Linked DNA regions of Mus musculus: regions 2, 3 and 4 are each linked to region 1. A link is a contact called in public Hi-C and promoter capture Hi-C data. All regions are on one chromosome and are shown on one strand. Each heading gives the region's core, a stretch centred on a gene start, on an enhancer-like site or on the middle of the called end of the contact. The rest is flanking DNA. Distances are from core to core; before and after follow the strand shown.

Region 1 (2,700 bases), core at 186-2,685:
CCGGGTGGGTTGTAGTGTCGGGGAGGGGCACTACACAGTCCTTTCTGACCAGCCTAGCACCCGTGTGAGAGATGGGGGTAGGGGTGGAGGTGGGTAAGAAGTGTGGAATACAACTGTTCACAAACTTCTTTCCAAGGCCCACTTTCTTTTTATCTTGAAACAGGAAGGTTCCTTTTAATTAAGGAAGGGGGGAAAACAAACGCCAATGCCCTTCTCCCATTGTGGTGGCTGAGTGTTGACTGTATCTTTGCCACTGGCTCAAATGCCCAGAATCAATCTCTTTCCTCAGCCCCAGTGCCTTGTTGGAAGGCACACATCCGGCTCCCTAGCCCGGAGAATGTGTCAGGCTCTGCAAAGTCAGAGGCTCTGTGCCCTGCTGAGTCCATCTGAGCAGCTCCCGGAGTCCTTGAGTCTCACTGGGAGGAGGCTACTTCTTAACAGTCAGGCAAGCAAGTCTAAGGATTTAGTCTATCCTCTCCACTGAGAGAAGGCCCACAAACATCTTCTAGCCCCCTGAGGTTCCGACCAACATCGTGAAGACAGGGAAGTTAGGATGGGAACACTCACCGGGTGAGGAGTCACGTCAATATGGTTTATTCCTAGGCTATTAGCCAAGTCTAGTATCCCTGTCACAGAGATGCTGGAAGTACAGAAAAGACTGGCTACTACAGGCAGCCTGTACAAGCTGCAGATTCCACCTGTTCCAAAGGGAAGTTGTTAACAGTTGTCAGGGTGCCTACAACCTCTGAGCTAAACAATGAGCCTTGGAGGCGCGCCACGTCCAGGGCGTGGGCAGTGGGGTTTCCTTGCAGGCAACACGTGCTCTAAAGTCGCTGGGGCAGGCGCACGTGGTGATTCCTGACCTGAGGAAGATACTTTGAAAGCAAAAGAACTCCGTTCCAGAGGAATGACAAGGAGAGAAATGGCGCTCAAAGGTCCCACTAGGCAGCCTGGGGATTTATCCTCCCGACGGTTCTGCAACCATGAGCCCAGGATGCGGGCCAGCACTCAGACTCTTGCCCCGAGGCTCGTAACGCTGAGGTCCTCACCTATACTCTGTATTCACAGAAGGACCCTGACACCCCACAGATACTAGCCCGTGTCCCACACCTATCCTACTGCCCCTATGCATCCCAAAGACTTCTGCTTGTCTTCCACCCAGCAGACCCCGCATGCGCCTTCCGCACGCTACAAACCCTGCCTGGAGCTTTGTAGTCGCGCCAAGGACTCCGCGGTCCTCTGTAGTGGAGAATTCAGCCCGCTTTCGTCTTCAGGACACCGGAAGGAACAGAACCGTACCTTGCACTACCCCGTGGCTCCCCAGGCACGCATAGAATGGATTCCTAGCTCTGCGTCCCACAGGCCTGTGGCTGATTCAACGCGCACACGCAGACTACAACACCCAAAAACCCGCGCGTAGGCTCAAGGGCCGCATGGAGAGGCGTGGTTACCTGACTGACCACGCCCCGAAGGAGTGGCCAGCGTGGTAGACAGGAGGCGCAGCCGCAGAACTTCCAGGAGGCGGGGCAAACACCTGGCTACACCCGCAGCTACTTCCACAGGGGGTTCATGCACGCGCCCTCTACACTTGGAGATTTACTACCGGGTGGGTCTTGTGGTTCCCTGAGGAGCGGACGACCGGTGGCGCGTCTGCTAGCCTGTGCCCTAAGAACCTACATCTCTAGACTCCAGGCCCCCTTCAGTACGCTCGCCCAGTGTTCGGGCTCCTGTGCTTCCTCCTCAAGCCGACCCTCTCTGTCCGCCTCTCCAATAAGTCCCTTCTTCCCCGCCCCCTTCCATCCCGTCTCCTCTTCACCCAACCCCTGGGCCCCGCAGCCCGCCTGAGCCCCTTTACGAGCCCCCTACCCGTCCAGCGCTTGACCGGGTCTCAGCTCACAGCAGATTGCTTGATCTGATCGAGCACAGAGGTGACCGCCCGGCCTAAGACCAAGCAAGGCCCCTCCCCGGGTCCGCCCCTGACCCCTGCTGGCCTGCAGAAGTCTGCGCTGGCTCTGTCCGGCTCCTCTTGAGACGAGCGCCCCGCGACCACCTGCTAAAGCATTCCAGGCACCAAGGCATTGACCGCTAGATATAGACTGCACCAGCTGTGCACGCCCTTCGTTTGGGTATCAGCGTCTTTAGGTTCCAAGGGCACCGACGGATTGCGCTGAGCTATGCATGGAGACCCCCTACACACACACACACACACACACACACACACACACACACACACAAAACCTTACTCACCTTGTATCAACCTACTTGACTGTTAACAGGGACAGAAGTCTGGCCTAAGCGTTTTAGGCCCCACCCCACCCTCCTTCACCACCAATCCCCCAATCTTTCAAACTCTCACCCCAGCAGGGATGTTCAGCTGATGCTCAGCAGGTGGAGGCTGCTAGCAGCCTGAGGTGGGTTGGGAGAGGGCGGGGCTCCCTGAAACCAGCCTCTTTCCTCCTGATGGGTTTTGGCGGAGTACTTGCGAGGGCAGCAAAGTAGAACGAATGGAGAGGGGCATGGGTCCAAAGAGGAATGGCCGACCAGCAACTCTGGTTTAATAGATTCCCAAGGTGGTGGGGTGCCGGGAGGTTAGACTATAGGTATGGTCATCTATACGAATGGGGTCCCAGGTGTGAGAACCCAGTCTCCACACCAGCACGGCTCCTCCCCAGCCCATGGGGGCCACACCCCTCTGGACTT
Region 2 (2,700 bases), core at 63-2,562, 500 kb after region 1:
GGACTTAAATAACGAGGGTTGCTTCTACTCCTGTCTCCGGAAGGAGGTACCACACTTTTTGTTGTTTAGATTGAATTGAGGCAAACACTCACAAACACTGACCCACATCAGCAGCCCTCTTCTTTATTTATTTGTTATCATTTTTGAGATAGGGTCACACTACGTAGACCTGGCTGGCCTAGAACTTGCTCTGTAGACCAGGCTGGCCTCAAACTCACAAAGATCTGCCTGCCTCTGCCTCCTGGGTGCCGGGATTAAAGACCAGCACTACCATGCCCAGCCTCTTTATTTTCTGAGACAAGCTCTACTCAGCTGCCCAGGCAGATCTTAAACTTTATCCTTGTCACAGCCTACTCAGCGGCTAGGATTACAGGTATGCCTGCCGGGCCCAGGTTCATATCTGTTTTAAAAAACAAAAAATTATAAGCCTTATTATTAAAATAAAAAGAAACCTGCAAATTAATAAAAACATCGCACACCAAAATTAACCAAACACAAAGTCTACTCAACTTAATGACCTTGGCATTTGAAAAGGGAGACTGTGAAACTTTCCATAAAATGATGCACTTTCAGTACCCACTATATTTTATGCATTAATCTATTGCCCAAACCACAAAGCCCATGACAGAGTTAGAACTAGAAAAGCAACTAGCTTTACATCTTCTTACATAACTTGTGAACTTTCCTGATCCTCTTATAGTCAGCTTTTCCTCATATCACACTATACCCACATATACATTGGTTTACACATATGCATATATTACTGGCTGGTTGCCTGTTTTTTAAATAAGGCTCTCCACTGTTTCAGAGCTCTGGCTCAGGAAGGCACGGTGTAGGCTGATCAGTGATGGCTTCCAGTCTTGGGATGGAATGGTGCTTTCAGAATCACATCACTTACTGTGTCCAGTCCCAAAGAGTGGGCCTCTAGCCCGGTCTGCTCTCGACCAGGGTCGTCCTCCGCTTGATAATAAGTCCATCTCTGCCGACCCAACTCATTCTGGAGCCGCCAGCGGGTGAGATCGGTGGCGGGCTCAGTTTTATAGGGTCCCCCACGACGCCGCAGACACCTGAGGGGACCAGCGAGAGGAAGCAGCCTTCCTTAGACTCCGCCCAGGTGGGATGCCTGCAATCCAGGCATGCAGAGCCACCAGCCATGCCACCCTGCTGTCCAGACACCTTCCCTGCCACCGCCCTGCCGCGTCCCTCGCAACACCCGCGGGAAGCCCAGGGTCCGCGACTCACGTGCCCTCAGTCATGACAGCACTACTCTCTGCCACCGCTTGCCAGCCCTTTACCTGACAGCCTAGTGCACTGCGCAGGCGCGAGCCTCGGCCGACCGGAACTACTGGGTGGGCCGATGCGAGCTCGGCCAATCAGAGCATCACCAGGTGGGCACGAGAGACGCACCGCGACCACAGTGGCTGGGCGCAGGGCCGCCCGACGCCGCGAGGGCACCAGGGGGCGTGGCTGCGGGGCGGGAAGCGCTTTGGAGGCGGGGCCTATGAAAGAGGCCGGCCTGTGGGCGAGGACGGCCTGTGGGAGGGGCAGGCCCGTTGGAGGGGCGGGGCGGGATGGGGGGCGGGGCCGGCCCCTCTAGATCCTTATTGATGACAGCCTTGGACTTCTGGTCTGGGTGTTCTGAGCCGGGATACCTACAGGGTTGGTGAAAAATGGCCCCTCCGACATGCAGGAAAGAGGCCGCGGAAACCACGAGTGCTTCAGAAGTACGGAAGAGGCATGAGTGACCTGAGGTGAAACTAGCGTTGATCCGAGGCACCACATGGACCATCATGGGGCAGGGGCCTTGACCCGAGTGAAGGGAGGAGGAAACTATGATGACACGTAGTTGGGAAGAGGGTCAGAGTAGTGTTCTCAGAAAGCGGGCACAGGCTCCTCACAGGGAGCAGCTGCAGAGTGTGCAGAGGGCTGTGTCCTGACTCCCATTAGCAGGTAGAGTTCCACTTCCCTAGCCACAGCACTACTCTCAGGATACCTGGAGCTTGGAGTCCTACAAGTTAAAGGGGGAAAAGCCTTGATTATGTTTGACAGTAGAGAGGGAAGCAGGAAAGCCTGTGGTATGCCGGCAGAATCTAGTAGAGACGTGCAATGAAGAACATTTGAACAGATAGTATTTGAGAAGCATTGCTGGCATGCAGGAATGACGACCAGAGATCAGAAAAATATAATTCCAAGAACTCCCAGCGGTACAGTGTGTCCTACAGAGTGCCGACTTACTTACAACTACCCAAACCCGATAGCCTCCCTGCACCTAGCCCTCAAAACGCTGCCAAGGAAGGGGCCATGAACCACAAATCAGAGAAGGAAGAAGTAAGAGGCAAAGAACACTCACACACCTTCCCTAGATGGAAAATCGGAATTTTAGATGGCTAGTCAAGAACACTAACCTCTTCTTTGCCCAGTTTAGAAACTTGTAAAGATATAAGACAAGGCATTTTAACTGAGCCTTGCCTCAGACTATTGATTTGGGGACTGGAGGCCAATACTTAAGTCCAGTGCGTAAGAGCACTTGCTGCTCATTCAGAGGACCTGGAATTGGTTTATAGCACCCACATGGTGACTCACAGCCATCTATAACTTCAGTTTTAAGGAATCTAATGCCATTTTCTGACCTCCTCAGTCACCAGGCATGTGTGAGATGTAAGTACATACATGCTGGTTAAAACACCCGTACACATTAAG
Region 3 (2,700 bases), core at 62-2,561, 300 kb after region 1:
CTCTGCCTCCCAAGTGCTGGGATTATAGGTGTGTGCCACCACTGCCCGGCTTCTTAACAATAGCAGTAATGAAATAATTTTATAGTCGGGGGTCAGCACGACATGGAGAGCTATATTAAATCATCACAGCATTAGGAAGGCTAAGAATCACTATTCTAGCACATCTGGACAGAGTCTACATGGGACCTGTTGATGGTGGCCTCCTGATAAGGAATTGAGACTGTCTTACTCCGACACTGCCATTAATAGCCCATCATAAACTCTCACTAACCAATACTAAGAGGGGTATCTCCTGAAGATGTGGCAACACAATGTTGGCTTGTTTCTCTGGCCTTAGGTCACAGAACTGGTAGATGACAGAGCAGGAACCAGCCCAGATCTGAATGTCCCTGGTTCTTATGTCCCCAGCCTAGAGCACAGAGGCTAGAAAAGACCCCTGACCACCTCTTGCATGCAGCCTGTCTTGCTGCCCTGGCTGATCTTGGGTCCCTCGGTCTCCTCGACATCTTCAGAGAGTACCAAGGATGAGGGGCTTCCATGGTTGGGGGATGAGGCCAGGCAGGGTGAGAGGACAAGGCTGCCAGCCAGGCCACCCTGAAGCAGCAGGCTGGAGAGTCTCCAAGCCCCAGTGTGGCTGAGAAGAGACCAAGGGTCTTAGCAACCCCTTGCATATATTGCTGTTCCGCTGTGACAATCCTTGGCTACCTGAGGTGAAGAGTGAACTGGGCCTGGAGTCCCCTGCTTGGCTCCCTGCAGAGAGCAGGGAGTGTCCTGTTCTCTCCTGCGCACAGCAGGGTGGGGTGAGGAAGTCTTCTCTGACTAGGCTTGTCTTCGCTAGAACTCAGGCGGTCAGGCTATAGCAGTTTTCCACGAAGAGTCTTGGCAGCAGCTGGGAAATATCAATCACAGTTCAGCGCGAGGCTTATACAGTGGAACCCACACTCCAAGTGCCAGGGGCTCTGCAGAGACAGGACGCATGCCTGGTGCGGCTCCCCAGCTCCCCAGCGCCACCTCTGGCTGAGAAAGGCAGCAATTTTGCATGTTGATCAGCAGTCTGATCCCCAGAATATCACTTACAGACTCTGGTTGGGGGTGGGAGGGGCAGGATCTGCTTTTGTGGCTGTTGGGGGATAAAGACAAGGAGGGCATACCCCAGACCTGGTGGTCTCCAACACGGTCCTGGGCTCGTAGTAGATCTCATTTTGAAACCCTATTAGCCCCTCAAAACGTCTGGGGTAATGCTTAGCCCAGCCCTCCACACCGCAGCTCCAGCATCTTCCCAGGGTTAGCAGGACAGGAAGTGACTCTTGTTCACAGGAATGCTTGGCTGTCATCTCCAGGCCCTTGAGGGTGGGCTTCGGGGACCCAGGTGGTGCGGCACCACTGTGGCTATCCTTTCCCGGGAAGCCCCCTCCCTTGAGTTCCGCCTAAGCCTGCAGCTGGCCTCTGGTAAGGAGCCAGGCTGCTCCTCCAGAGGCCCAAGCTCTGCTGGAGAAATACCTCTGCCAGATGTTGCTCTCTCTCTCTCTCTACAGGCAGGAGGCCAGTATGAGGTAATAGGAAAGTTTAACCCGTCCAGAACCAGAGCCCCCAGTCACTGTGTTCACAGCCAGCCATGCTAGCTGGCAATTCGATGGAGAGGGTCCCTTGAGAAAGGATAAGAGCCCAAGGACCCTTGTGTAAAGTGTTCCTGGGGCGCTGCAGCCCTCAGCAGGCTCAGTGGATAACTCTGTGCTCAGCATGGGCCTGCTATTCATGGTACTCAATCCCTGCTTTGCATGTAGCCATTTCTCAACTATCCCCAGGGTCAAGGGTACCCACTTTTCAGAGCCCTTTACCTCCCCAAGGTCAGGTTCACAGCTCCCGGAGAGAAGGGAGTCATTGTGCACTTGTGTGTGTATGGGGCGGGGGGAGCTGTTAGAAACTTAGCTGATGGAACCAAAAGGTTGCAAGGGATCTTGGGGCGGAAAAGGAGATATGACTCGTTCTGCCCACTGGCTTCTCGTCTAGAGACCACCAGCAGCAAGCACAGAATGATTATGGCACTCTCTGGTGACCTGTGCAGCTGCCCCAGCTATCTGTGCATCCCTTGGGTCCCTCTACCTCCATAGAAAGGACCAGCGTGCAGAGGCTCTATATAGATTGGGCGGTGAGGACCGGGGTTTAGGGGTGTATGTAAGAGAAGCAGATTAGAGCAGAAACCTCTGCCTACAGCTCCAAAGATGCCCGTTCTCCAAATGCTTTTGTCTGTGCTTAAGCCGTGGCTCCAGCTGGCGTAGAGTGTCCTGCTAAAGTGTCTGTCTGCTTCCTGCTTCTGCCCCTGGGGAAGCTTCTGCTTGTCCTCGGGAGTCAGGGTCACGCTCCCAGGACGAGGCTTTGGCAGTGAGACTCGAGACAAGATTTCCACGGGGATCCGTGGGGACACCCATGTGTTGCAGCCTGCGGCGTGGGTCAGCTGCTTTTCTGGGGGGAAATCGCCCCTTCCTCCGGAGAAGAGGAAAGAGTTAGAGCTATGTGAATTTTCTGGCTCCACTGCTAGCTAGGGTTCTCAGAATATCCAGCCTCAGATTTGTGGGTGTTGGGCCAACTCCAAACAGCCTTGGAGCCCCTCAGGCCAAGTTGCCAGCGTCTGTGTCATGGTGTCCTTGAGCCTCCCAGCCAAGCCTCGAAGAGCAGGGAGGCCTGGGGTTACCCACTCAC
Region 4 (2,700 bases), core at 10-2,509, 410 kb after region 1:
CCTCTCAAAAGACCTCCAGCACAGAGCACGGCACACAGCAATAGCTGGCACTGCCCATGAAAGGCTGGTACTGATGCTGCATTGCTAATAGTCAGGTCAGGGCTCCAGGTCCTAGGGACTGCAAGTGGTAAGTGGTACAGGCTGATATCTCTCAGGCTGGGACCTGTAGGGACAGCTTTCAGCTCCCAAGAGGTCACCTTAATGGCATTTTCCTATTCCTTAGAAGAAACACTGGTCCTCCATTACTACTTAGGCACAAGGATCCAAGACACTGTGGAAGGTGCCTTGAGCCAACTTCTCAGGTGTGAGACATCAGAAGAAAGAGATGACAAAGCTTCAATGGGCAGAGGCAGGAAGGTCCTAAAGACAAGGACCTCCAGCAATATGGGCTTACCAAAAGTAGTTCCTCCCTGGACAGGAGGGGGTAGGGGGAGAACACAGAGTGGGACTGGAAGTCAGGGGCTAGATCAGAGATTTACTCAGCTGTATGAGAAACAAGCCTCATCACCCCCACTACCCTGCACCCTTGAGAACTGCCCCGAATTGAGCCCCTTCCCTATCCCTGCCTGTACTTCTCAGAGCCAGTCCTACTCCAGGCTAGAAAGTTAAGGCCCTAGCCATAGCTTATGCACCCTGCCAGCGATGTGAGCAGACCCCACTCAAAGCCGACCTCTGGGATTCTTGGAGGAAAGGGTTATATACCAATGCCAGGGCTCCTACATCTATGCCTGGTCCTCTTGCCTCTTCAGGGCCCTATCAACTTCCAGGAGCCTCAATACCAATTCAGGGCCCGCTGAACCCCAAAGACATACGTTCTTTGCATCCCTTCACTGCACTTTGAAGTTCAACCCCACATCCCGCCCAACTTCAGTCAGAATACTGGGGGTGGGGGGAGCGGGGGAGGGAGCCCTGGCCCAACAGGATAAGAATAGCTTCTACGGGGGGGGGGGGGGGGGGCTCCTTCCTTTACGTAGAGGAGGAGGGAGCTTGAGCAAAGGTCTGGGAGACCTAGGAGTCCAGAGGCTTGCAAGGAAAAATAAAAAAGTCACCAGGCACTACAGCACAGAGATGGTCCAGCTCCAACCCTGCTGCGTGTCCTGGCCACTCCCTCCCCTCGCCTTCCTTTCCTCCCCTCCCCCAGCTCATTCCCCAGCTTCATCTTAGTCCGTCCAGCAGCCCCACCCGCTGACCCCGCCCATCCGCGGGGCCGCAGCGCCCCCCAGCGGTCGAGTTTTCCAGGCATCCGCCCGCCCGGGACAGAGTTAAAGTGGGAGGCCCCTGGCTTGGTCCCCTCCCGTTCAGTCCCGGGCCGCGCCTGGGTCCCCTCCCTCCTACCCACTCGGCGCCCGCACCTCGGGCCGTCAGGACCCGGGCTGTCCTCGGGAAGTACCCAGGCATCTTCTCCAAGCCAGGTAAGCTTCTTCGCATGGTGTCCAGCTGGGACACGCGGGAAAAGGGGGAACAGGATTCGGGGGCTGCACCTCAGGGGTCTAAGGTGAGCACAGTTCTACCCAAACCGAAGGTCCTGCCCCAGGTTCTAGTCTCCAGGTGGCCCCTAGGCCTCTGTTCGACAGAGCCTGGTTGGGGTGCAGGCTTCTTATTCTAGACTCCACAGCTTTCTGCTCACCACTGACAGACCAGATCCCTGCTCCTTCCCCAGTCCTCAGAGTGTCTCACATCTGGTCAGACCCATGGCCATTGCTAGCAGGTCTGAGTTGTCTCCCAAGGGTTAAGGAACCTAAATTGCCTCAATGGGAAAATACGCTGTGACTTGAACCTGCACACAGTCCGTTGTTAGCCTCTCCGTAGGCCCTAAGGAAGAAGGGTAGTCTTCATGGGGAAGGAAGGTAACAGAGCCACTTGAACTAGTTCCTCAGATGGACTTCAAGGGTACTCTGCGGGAGGCAGAGAAGGGAGTCTCAGGTCCCAGCAGTGGGCTAGCCAGGTGCTCTCAAGGGGACACCTCGCCATCTCGAGGTACTCCCACTGTGCTTAAGGAGAGACCAGGCAGGAATCATAAAGATGAGGGTGGACCCAGGAATAATAAAGTCTGTCACTCTTGGCTCTATCCTAGCCCTGAGACTCCCTTGGGCACTCCAGTCCCTTGGGGACTCCAGTGGGCAACCTCAGAGACACCTCTCCTATAGACAGCAACACAGCCCCCTCGTGAAGCCTGGGTATTCTGGGGGTATCTCCATACTCATCTGAGGACATGGAGCCAAGTGCCATAGAGGGACAAGGTACCAACAAGGAACATTTAAGGTCCAGATTAAGTTGCTGGGTTCCTCCCCTTCCCCCAGTTAAATAGTTCTGGCTCTTGAGGCTAGCACACACATAGCAAAGGAAAAAAAGAAACAGGGCATTTGCAGCTTCATCTCACAGAAACTGGAGGTTACACAGGTGTCTGGGATCCCTTAGAGAGAAAAGGTGGGGCCAGAGACTGGGCTTGGACCTAGGGTCCCAGGGAACAGGTGATACCAATTGGGAGGGGTTGAACATAGGGGTTTAGAGCATCCATTCTGAAAGCTGTGCTTCAGTCTTGGGAACAGTGCGTTTCCCAGTGAAATGGTGTTGGGGAGCCAGCACAGACCTTGGAAGAAGTAGTCAAGACTACTGCCACTTGGGCAGTTTGTGTGCTGGAGGGTGGGTTCCTTCCTGTCCAGCAGTGATTTGCCAGCAAATCCAGTGAGCTCTTCTTTA

What was found. Promoter capture Hi-C pulls out the DNA fragments that hold promoters and counts their contacts. Hi-C and Micro-C count contacts between places; a contact is called where the count stands out from the background.
Region 2: a contact with region 1 is called in a Hi-C map of Th1 cells, with 5 times the contacts expected there. The contact joins the promoter of Lss here to the promoter of Slc19a1 in region 1. A contact is called at or near these places in 4 of 39 promoter capture datasets (the C10 cell line, hippocampal neurons, liver and 1 more), 12 of 484 Hi-C or Micro-C datasets (B cells, CD4 T cells, CD8 T cells and 4 more), 3 of 115 datasets of contacts at active chromatin or transcription factors (embryonic stem cells, neural tube and stem cell-derived neural progenitor cells) and 1 of 9 other capture datasets (embryonic stem cells).
Region 3: a Hi-C map of CD8 T cells shows a contact between it and region 1, with 3 times the contacts expected there. The contact joins the enhancer-like site here to the promoter of Slc19a1 in region 1. A contact is called at or near these places in 13 of 39 promoter capture datasets (the 3T3-L1 cell line, 3T3-L1-derived adipocytes, the SN4741 cell line and 6 more), 10 of 484 Hi-C or Micro-C datasets (CD8 T cells, the N1E-115 cell line, cerebellum and 1 more), 3 of 115 datasets of contacts at active chromatin or transcription factors (all in embryonic stem cells) and 1 of 9 other capture datasets (embryonic stem cells).
Region 4: a contact with region 1 is called in a promoter capture Hi-C map of stem cell-derived epiblast-like cells, with 4 times the contacts expected there. The contact joins the promoter of Col6a2 here to the promoter of Slc19a1 in region 1. A contact is called at or near these places in 13 of 39 promoter capture datasets (the 3T3-L1 cell line, 3T3-L1-derived adipocytes, cranial neural crest and 6 more), 8 of 484 Hi-C or Micro-C datasets (the N1E-115 cell line, cerebral cortex, embryonic stem cells and 4 more), 1 of 115 datasets of contacts at active chromatin or transcription factors (astrocytes) and 1 of 9 other capture datasets (embryonic stem cells).

The regions. Positions count from the first base shown.
Region 1 is chr10:77,031,947-77,034,646 of GRCm38.p6, reverse strand. It overlaps Slc19a1 (solute carrier family 19 (folate transporter), member 1), which reads right to left and starts at 1,435. Exons shown (of 6, transcript NM_031196.3): 1 at 1,300-1,435.
Region 2 is chr10:76,530,217-76,532,916 of GRCm38.p6, reverse strand. Lss (lanosterol synthase) reads right to left here and starts at 1,312. Exons shown (of 22, transcript NM_146006.2): 1 at 1,243-1,312; 2 at 899-1,067. The coding sequence starts at 1,256.
Region 3 is chr10:76,731,737-76,734,436 of GRCm38.p6, reverse strand. No RefSeq gene overlaps it. Among named protein-coding and RNA genes, the nearest start is that of Col6a1, 7.0 kb to the right of the region's middle. Within about 2 kb of position 1,311, at least 160 of the 459 cell types and tissues checked have an H3K27ac peak or open chromatin away from gene starts, as enhancers often do. A contact at or near this core is called in 3T3-L1-derived adipocytes, CD8 T cells, hippocampal neurons and 1 more, where this site is marked.
Region 4 is chr10:76,621,963-76,624,662 of GRCm38.p6, reverse strand. Col6a2 (collagen, type VI, alpha 2) reads left to right here and starts at 1,259. Exons shown (of 28, transcript NM_146007.2): 1 at 1,259-1,412.